Regions from separate parts of the Mus musculus genome. Here region 2 is linked to region 1. A link is a contact called in public HiChIP or PLAC-seq data. All regions are on one chromosome and are shown on one strand. Each heading gives the region's core, a stretch centred on a gene start, on an enhancer-like site or on the middle of the called end of the contact. The rest is flanking DNA. Distances are from core to core; before and after follow the strand shown. Region 1 holds the start of Insr (insulin receptor). Region 2 overlaps Stxbp2 (syntaxin binding protein 2).

Region 1 (4,829 bases), core at 1,326-3,825:
CTTGTCTCAAAAAATATGGTCTAGAGGGATGTAAGAAGAGCCCTGATGTTGACTTGTGGCCCCTACAAGCACAGGCGCACTTGTATATGCATATCCACACCCACACATACTACCTTCACAGATGCACACACGAGTCAGGCACACAGTGGTGCAGTGCTGGAGCATCTGCACCCTTTTCATTTCCACTCAGATTCTCCTCTCCTCTCTGCAGCTACAGCACCTGAAAACCTCAGGGCCGTTGCACAAGCCCTGTATACCACGACACGTTTTCTCCCAGCTTGTCTTGACTGGCATCCCTTCCTTCAGATTTCAGCTTCAAGTGCTTTCTTTCCCCCATGGACACTTCTGAATCTACCCCCTCCCTCAACTCTTCACACAGGACATATACACCCACTCTACAAGGAAACAGATCATGCTGATTTTGTGTAACTGGAAATCCCTCATTATAGGTGACACGTAGATTCTTCCAGTGAACAAATATTTATTAGCCCATAGGTCCGTCAATAGATATGGGGGAGGCAGGTTAAAAAGCAATGACAAGCAAGACAATAAATAAGAATGTCAGGGAGGGGTATGTGCTTATGATGGAATGGATGGGAGAAAGGGACCATAAGAACTGAAGGGTGTTTGCAAACTCTGGTCAGGGTAGAAAGCTCATTGGCGCAGAGACTTAGCAAAGAGAAAGAGTGACAGTTGAGGGCAAGGTTGGGGAAAGGCTTTTAAGCAGGAGCACATTTGCATAATGCAAGGACCATGGGCCCGGTGCTAAGGATTGAACCCAGGACCTCATGTGTGCTGGGCAAGTGCTCTACCAAAGAGCCACAGCCCTAGGCTACTACTTAAAAATATTTTTGAAAAAGCATTTATTTATTTATTTATTTATTTATTTATTTATTGCGTGTGTGTACAGGCACCTTTTCTGTGGGAGCTCAAGATTGAACTCAGATCTTCAGGGTTAGCAACAAGTGCCTTTACCTGCTGAGCCATATTGTCAGGTCCACTCTTATTTTGTTTTCTGTTTATTTTATTTATTTTTAAAGTCAGGACCTCATGTGTTCCAGGCTAAGCTCCAATCCTGATCCCCCTGCCTCTACCTTGTGAGTAAAGACATTAAAGACCTGCTTCCCAATGCTTGGCTCTTTGTTTTAGCGCTCTCTCTCTCCTCTCTCTCTCTCTCTCTCTCTCTCTCTCTCTCTCTTTCTGTTTATGTATATGTTTGTATGTGTGTGTTTATGTGTGTGTGTGGTGTGGTGTGCTAGGCCAAAGGTTGACCTTAAGTGTCTTTCTCTATTGCTTGCCACTTTACTTTTATTTTTACCTTTTTTTTTACAGATATTGTCAAACCCATTGCACAGACCAGCAGCCACAGTCCGGGTCTGAGTGAACATGTGAAGCAAAGGATAGAGGACTCTGTACTGCACATATTCCTAAGGCACCGACAGGGTTAGCGCCTCATGATGTGGTTGAGCAGGGCTGCTAGTGAATGGCTTTCTTAGACATACAGCCACCTACTGGTATGTGTGTTGAAAATGGAGTTATGTCTGCTCTGATCCTATATGAAGTTTCTAACGTGTTTCTAGAAGCCTTGTTATGTTCTTCTAGAGTCATTTCCTTATTGATTTCTGCTGGAATTCAGTGCTGGGTGGAGGGGGCGCAGGCCAGGGAATACAGGCTGCCTGCATTGTGGACACGTGGCTGTGGCCTGGAAGCTGGTGCCTCCAAGCTGCTGGGCGGGAGCTCACTGGGGAGGGAACTTGTTGGGCGCCTACTAGCTCCTCGAGAGAGCCAGGGTTGGGAGAATCTCGTAAGACATTGGTAGCATAGGCTGTAAAGAAAAACAGAATCAAAGGTAAAGAATTAAAGTGAATTCCCCACGGGAGTCAAAAAAATAGTAAAAAGGAGTAAAGAAAGACAAAATGTGCTTGGTTGAATCTGGCATCTAGGGGCATATTGGGGTGTTTATGTCCTGGGGTATCTGGCGGCATTTCCAGACTTTAAAATTGTTATTTCGGGGTAATTTGGGGTGTCTAGATCTGGCGGAGATCTAGAGTGTGCTCCAGACCTTTAAATTGGAACCTCGGTGTTACTTGTGTTTGCTGCAGTCAGGAGGGGACCTGGGGGCGTCCCTAGGCTTTTAAACTGGAACCTCAGGCCTGTTTAGTGGTTTTCGAGTCAGGCGGGGATCTGGGGACCCCTAGGTTTTAAAATCGGAACTTTGGGACTCTTTGGGGGCGTTCGTGTCAGGTGCGGATATGGGCAGCTCCGGACGTTTGACAGGTGAGTCTTAGAGTTGTTTGGGTGTTTATGTTACACTGGTATCTGAGAACGCTTACAAGCTTTTAAATCGTAATCTTTCTAAGCCAGCAGTTCGGGGTGTTGGGATTGGAAGAATCTGAAGTGAGCCTCGGGTCTCTGAAGTTGCGGGTTTTACGGGGCAAGGGGGCAAAGGGGCCGAGGAGGCGAGGAGGCGAGGAGGCGTGGCGTTGCCAGCTCTGGCCACGCCTCCCCGAGCTCTGCTGGCTTTCTCCCCCTCCCCCCCCAGCGGGCCTCACTGGAGCGCACAGTCCCTTCCCTGTCTTAATCCGCGCCACCTTTTCCCTTGGCCCGCGCGGGCCCAGCTGACGGGCTGCGTTGTTTACGGGCTGGAGTCGAGCCCTAGCTCCCGCCGCCACCACCAGCCCAGGTGCCCTCCAGTGCGCGCGTCCCTCTGTCTCAGACTCCACACAACGCGACCCACCCAGAGCTGCACGGAGGGCAGAAGCAGGAGACCCGGACAGGAGACGCACCGCGGTGAGCTCTGGACTCTGGGATTGCGGGCACGGGACCGGGCCTGGGTGACCTGCGGGCCGCGCCACGGTGTTGCTTGCGGCCGAGGCCTCTGTGCTCTTCCCGGGACTGTCCCCAGGGCCCTCTAGGCTGGAGAGCTGCGGCCTGTGAGCCACGGGCGTGGAAGAGAAGGACGTGCGGCCCCGAGCGCCTCTCCAGAGACCTTCTCACGGAGTATGTCCCCAGTAGGCCGGCGTGGCGTGCTCTGATCGCCGGGGTCCCAGCACTCCTACTGCTATGGGCTTCGGGAGAGGATGTGAGACGACGGCTGTGCCATTGCTGGTGGCCGTGGCCGCGTTGCTGGTGGGCACAGCCGGCCACCTGTACCCTGGAGAGGGTAAGTCTGGGACAAGAGGCGATCACAGTATGTCGGGGACACTTCTCCCACCGCCCCAGCCAATCTAGAACCCTCACCCTAAGGAGTGAGGGTCGGGGACACCCCTCTCCACCGCCACAGCCAACCTAGAGAATTCTCCCTTTGGGCTGAGTAATGGGGACAACCCTTCCCATTGCTCCATACAACTTAGAGCCCCCCAGGCCCCACCAAGGAGTCAGGGTTACAGACACCCATTTCACCACTCCAGCAATATAGTCCTTTCACGAGAGTTGTGGACATTTCTCGTTCTTCTTCCATCAACCTAGAGCCCCCTCTCCACGGACTGAAGGTTGAAGACTCCCGTAGCGTCCTTGTGTCTATGAAGAGTCCCCTCCCTATAGTGATCATCTTTACACTGGGGAAGGGGAAGAGTGGGTTTGGTGGCCCTGGCCCTGCGTGAAACCCCGGCTGACCTTGGCCTTTGCTCACTGGGCTTGTGGCTCTGTACCCCGCGTGTGTCCATCTCGGGTCTGAGGAACCTTGCCCCAGTGCCCGCCCAGGCTTCGGGTGTCTGTCCCCAGTGCACCTCTCAACTGTGTCTGTTCTTTTCTCTAACCCCAAATCTGTCCTCTGAGGCTCTTTGAGGTTGCTTTAAGTAAGTATGGTTACTGGGTTGCAACAGATTCAGACATCTGAGCAGTTTAAACCCAAAGCCAGGGGTATCCTCTTCGACGGAGGACACTTGTTGGAGAATCGACCCCTTGTGGCTGCTATGTTTATAATTCTCTACTTCCAGATGTCTAGAGGCAAAGTCTGCATACCTTTGGCCCCACAGCAATCATAGTAACAGTAGGGGTAGTTTTCAGGATGGTTATAATTAGAATGATTATGAGTCTCCAGGCTGGTTAGCGCTAGAACCTCCCAGTGTTCCCTGGAGGCCAACATAGTTACATACCCATTTCAGAGAGGGCTAAAATGAGGTTCAGTTAGCCCATTTGTTCAGAGGCTGGTCTTATAGTTCTGTGCTTGGTTATGGCCAAGGCAGGAGGATAGCGAGTTGTTTGAAGCAAGCCCAGCTATTGAGTGAGTTTTGAGGCTAGTTAGACACTGTTTCAAAAAACATGCAATGACAAATGTCTTTTGAGTTACTGGTTCAGCTTTCTCTGAAAATGGAAATTAATTACAATAGGGAAGGGGTCAAGGAGAGAAGGAACTGCCACGCTTTTGTGAATGAGGGAGATGTGTGTGTTGGGAGGAGGGTGCAGGATTATGGAACAGGTTGGGTTGATCTTGTGGAGTGGGTCTGCTAAACTGGTAATGTCTCTGAGGCCCCCAGGATCCGATATACAGAAGGTACTCAATGAGGAATGGCCATTGGTTTGGTTTGTGCCCGAGTGCACGTGTTCGTGCGTGTGCATGTGTGTTCGCGTGTGCACTCCTGTGCCTGTGTGTTTGTAGAGGACCTAGGTTGACATCCAGTGTTTGTCTCTGTCACTTTCAGCCTTGTGTTTTGAGTCAGGGTCTCTCAATGAACCTTGAGTTTGCTGATTTGGCCGCACTGCCTAGCCTGTGAGTGCCAGTTCCCCCTCTCCCTTCACCTCTTTTTATCACTAGAGTTATAGATAGATGTATGCTGAAGTGCTGGCTTTTAGGTGGGTGTGGAGAGATCTGAACTCAGGTTTTCATG
Region 2 (4,829 bases), core at 883-3,382, 370 kb before region 1:
TCTAGCATCCATACAATCTAATATAGGCCTAGAACATTTCAGCCTCTGAGACTTACTACTGAATAAGCTCTCTTGTTCTAAGTTCTTGGATGGATGGTTCAGCTAGGCTTCACTGGTCAGACTCTTCTTCAAGCTTACTGGCTTCTCACAGAATTGCCTTGCTTGGCTTCAAACTAACACTGGCAATCTATTCTAATCTTCTGGCTCCTTCTCATTCTCTAGCTTTTCCTGTCTTCACCTGGAACCTCTCTCTGTAAAACCGTTCTAATAAAACTGTCTCCCTGCTACCCATACCTACTGTTCTCTTTCACGTGAGAGTTGGGCATGTCCTACCTCTGAGTCATTCTGTCAAATATTTTCCCGATTTGTCACTTTGCTTGCCCCTCAATCAGGTTCACAATTCAAACATGCTTCTTCCTTCTACAAACTAACTTTACCTACACGTTTGGGATTAAAGGTATGTCCTAAAGGCATGTCTATATTCCAGCCAGAGGGATTAATGGCCTGTGACTTGTCTGCATTCCAGCCAGATCACATGGACCTAGAAGGTCTCTGAATGTAATCCCTTGCCAGAACATCCATGATTAAAATTCCTCTACAACTGTGTGCCTTTAATTGGGGAGAACAGAAACAGGAGGATCCCTAGGGCTGACTGGCCAGAGAGTCTAGCTTGAATTAGCAAGTTCAAAAAACAGACCACCCTGCCTCAAAAAAAAAAAAAAAAAGTGGAATGCTAGGACTATGTCTCAGTGAAAGAGTCCGGCCTAGATGTGCCCCAGGGAGGGGCTAGGGTGTGGCTCAAAGGAAGAGCTTCCACCTAGCTTTGCACAGTGAGGGGCTGGGGTCCGTGGTTCAGGGGTAGAGTCCCTACCTAGAATCCCCCAGTGAGTGGATGGAGTCCGTGGTTCAGGGTTAAGTTCTTGCATAGTGTGCCAGCGTTCTATCCCAAGCACCACACATATACACAGAATAGACTGTGGACAGTCAATTAGGAAAGCCCACTGCCTATGATTCCCTTCTCCCACCAAGTGTTGCTAACGCTGAGCCCTGGTGCTGTCATCCTTGCCCCAGAAAGCACTCCCTTTCTATCAGGCCACCCCCTTACCCCAGACACATTTTCACAATGTTCTTGGCAGTAAGGAGCTATTGGTCAACTTGTTTTCAGATTTGAGCAATTTCACACAAGACAAAAATGTTCTAGATAAAGAATTGAATGGCGGGCTCTCTCTCTCTTTCTCTCTCTCTGGTTTAAGGACTGAATCTAGGGCCTTAAATGTGCTAGGCCAATGCTATACTACTGAGGCACACTCCCACCCTCACTACTGGATCCTAGGCAGAGGCTCTATCTCTGAGCCACATCCCCAGCCCCTTACTAGGGGAGCACTTTACTGTTAATTCATGCCTATAGCCCTGCCTGATATCTTACCTGGAGAGTGAGGGCTAGGAGCATCCCTGGAGACAACAACACAGGTCCCCTGTTGTGAGGCAACAGGAAAGATGCAGCAAGCATATCAGTTTTCTGGCTACTAACCCCTAAATCAAATTAAAATGGATACCATGGTTCTGAGCCCCTGTTTTAGGGGAGACTGGAAGGCAAGGGTAGGGGGTCAATAGATGCTGGAAGATGCATTATGGTGGTACCAAGAAAGCCACAGGTCAGGAAAAGGACCACGAAGAACATGTAACAAGTAATGATGACATGGTGACACTTGAGCTAAAGGGAGGTAACAGGTGGGGAGAGCTGCAGGTGCAAAGGCCTTGGGGCAGGAACAAAGTGTCACTGGTTAGAGGATGCCTCCCTGAATGGTATACCTACATAACACAGAAAGCAAGGATGGACATTTTATTCTTATAAAGAGGGTCTTAAAGATTCTTTGTAATGTGGGAGGTTTGCCAAGATCTCAGCTGATGACAGTAGCCACAGAGAGCAATAAATGCTTGCACAATCAACATTTGTGTTTGGTAGTATAGACACTGTGCCGGCTAGTTTTATGTCTGCTTGAGACAAGCTAGAGTCATCAGAAAAAGGAGGCTCAACTGAGAAAATGCCTCTATTAGGCTGTAGGCAAGCCTGGGAAGGCCCTGCCCATTGTGGGCGGTGCCACCCTTGAGGGAGTGGCACTGCCTTCTAGAAGAAATCAGGTTGAGCAAGCACAGTAAGCAGCGCCCTCTGTGGCCTCACCAGCTTCCACCTCCAGGTTCCCGTCCTGCTTGAGTTCCTGCCCTCACTGTTTTGGGTGATGAATGAACTCTTATATGGAACTGAGTGAAATAAGCCCTTTCCTCTCCAAACTGCATTTGGTCATATTCCATCACAGCGGTAGTAACCCCAAGACAGACTCATCCTTCATGTCGGTATCATCAGATTCGGTCGGGATGGGTGGGCCACACCTTTAATCCCAGCACTAGCTAGCCTGGTCCACATGGTTCCAGCCAGCCAGGACTACACAATGTGATGAGTATTTTTTTAACTTTTTTTTTTTTTAAAGGAAAGATGAGAGTAGTTTAAGCAACAGTTTTGTTTCTGCTGAGAACCATCAAATAATCCTTAGCCCACTTCCCAGGCTTCTCTAATAATTAGGTCACCCAAGCTCTGGTTACGATCTGGGCCGCAGCATCCCCTGGCGCTCACCTCGCTGAAATACGGAAACAGATCCCAGAGAGAAACAGCAGTTTGCTGCCAGGGATCTTAGAGTTTACATTTAAACTTTAGAATAACCTCCCGTGCCAGACAACTCCAGCACTTCAGAACCTGGGGTAAAACGGTAGGGAGTTCCAGGCTAGCCTGAGCTACAGAGCAGGAAGATCACCCTCTGTCTCCCTCCACTTACCATCCATCCCTTCTGCACTGAAACCAGGACAGCTGGTTGGGATTGAGGGGGGGGGGGGGCTGTGACAGACGATTTCCTTATTCCCACTCATTCATTCCAAATTTCATGATCTTTTTGAGTTGGGGTGCTCAGGACAATCTGATTAGAATCCCAAGCCTCATGTTCTCAACTTTTCTGAGAAATGTCTTTAGATTCCCTGGGCTTTGATGAACTCAAAATCAAAAGGATCCTCCTAGCTGTGTCCACAACTCTGCATGGCTCACATGCCCAGGCAGGACCCAAAAGACAGGACCCAAATGACAGGGGGCACCGTGCTTGGCTTCCAGCCCAGGCCACTCTAACACTTGGACTGGGCTTCTTGGCCTCCCTGCTCCTGAACCCCTGAATCCTTCCATAGTGTTCAACTGCCCATCAGTAACAAAATCTTCACCCAGCTTTGCCAGGTCCCACCTAGTTCTCAGACCTTTGTAAAATCTCATTCTAAAGTCAGAGACAGAGGCCAGGGCTTCCAGTACTGCTGGGTGAGCTCTGTAATCCCGGTGCTCTTGTTCATGGGCAGCACTTAACTGTCTGGCTCACCATGTGGCACCATGTAGCATCCTTCCATGGTTTTGGCTTTGTAGCCTTGAGCCTCCCATTCCCTTCTACTCCTATTCCCACCTCTAGATGAAACACTTTGGGATGCCTTCCAATCCTCTTTACCTGTGATACCTGCCTGGCTGTGTCCCCAAAAAGAAGGTCCCTTCTCTGTCTTATTCACACACTGAACCATACCTCCTGTTACTCAAATGCTATGGGCTAAATTGTATCTGTTCCCAAGAGTTAGATGATCTTGTCCTAACCCTTTGTATCTCAAGATGAATATATTTAGAAACAAGGTCTTTTTAAAGATAATTAAGTTTAAAAAAAAAAATGAGGCCACAGGGTGGGCTCTCATCCAGTATGTGGTGACATAAGAAGAGGAAATTGGGACACCTGCAAAACGCAACCATGTGAGGACACAGAGAAATGGCCAGCTGCAGGGGTGGAGATGTGGTTCAGCTGGAAGAGTACCTGCCTAGCATGCATGAAGAACTGTGTTCATCCCCCAGCACTGCAGAAACTGCACAGTGGCAACCCCAACTGCACAGCTGTAACCCCAACACTCAGGAGTTCAAAATCACCCTCAGCTATTTAACAAGACCAGCCTGGAACTACAGGATACCCTTTCTTGAATAAAGGGTATCTATCTACAAACCAATCAACACCTCCAGCAAAGACCAAACTTCCAGAACTGTGGAATAATAAATTCCTGTAAAGCCATCTGAGTGAAGTGCTTTTATTCATTTATTTACCTGTTTGTTTGTTTATTGCTGTGTGTTGGGGGGAGGTGTACATGTATCTGGGTTCGCACTGAAGCCGGGAGAGAGCACTGAATTCCCTGGAGCTGGAGTTACAGTCAGTTTTGAGTCACCCAAATTGGGTGTTGGGAACCAAATTCCAGGCCCCTGTAAGGGCAGGAAACGCTCTTAACTTCTGAGCCATCCAGGCCCTAGGAATAGTTTATAAGTTGACCCTACTGAACAAATATACCTCCATTAAAAACTCTGGTAAATCCTGCAATTAAGAGTCTACAGGCATATCTTAAGGTTGGGTGCGGGGGGTTACTAGGAAGCCGGTGTTAGAGTTTGCTGTATTTTATTTATTTTTTTAAGATTTATTTATTTATCATATGTAAGTACACTGTAACTGTCTTCAGACACACCAGAAGAGGACGTCAGATGTCATTACGGATGGTTGTGAGCCACCATGTGGTTGCTGGGATTTGAACTCAGGACCTTTGGAAGAGCAGTCAGTGCTCTTACCCGCTGAGCCATCTCACCAGCCCCAAGTTTGCTGTATTTTAAATGCTAGCTCTGATTGCTGGAATTGGGGATTCAAGTTCTACTTGCAGTAGCTCCTGGGAGGTTCCGGGGAAGAGTCAGGATTCAGGTCTACTCTATTTCCGTTTCTATTTCT

What was found. HiChIP or PLAC-seq counts read pairs in DNA pulled down with a chosen protein or histone mark.
Region 2: a contact with region 1 is called in an H3K4me3 HiChIP or PLAC-seq map of bone marrow-derived macrophages, with 2.8 times the contacts expected there. The contact joins the enhancer-like site here to the promoter of Insr in region 1. A contact is called at or near these places in 2 of 39 promoter capture datasets (cranial neural crest and maxillary cranial neural crest), 1 of 484 Hi-C or Micro-C datasets (CD4 T cells), 2 of 115 datasets of contacts at active chromatin or transcription factors (bone marrow-derived macrophages and double positive thymocytes) and 3 of 9 other capture datasets (adipose tissue, liver and pancreatic islet).

Annotation. Positions count from the first base shown.
Region 1 is chr8:3,277,363-3,282,191 of GRCm38.p6, reverse strand. Insr (insulin receptor) reads left to right here and starts at 2,575. Exons shown (of 21, transcript NM_010568.3): 1 at 2,575-3,163. The coding sequence starts at 3,064.
Region 2 is chr8:3,643,309-3,648,137 of GRCm38.p6, reverse strand. Stxbp2 (syntaxin binding protein 2) reads right to left here. Exons shown (of 19, transcript NM_011503.5): 19 at 4,140-4,829. Among named protein-coding and RNA genes, the nearest start is that of Retn, 10 kb to the left of the region's middle. Within about 2 kb of position 2,132, at least 111 of the 459 cell types and tissues checked have an H3K27ac peak or open chromatin away from gene starts, as enhancers often do. A contact at or near this core is called in adipose tissue and bone marrow-derived macrophages, where this site is marked.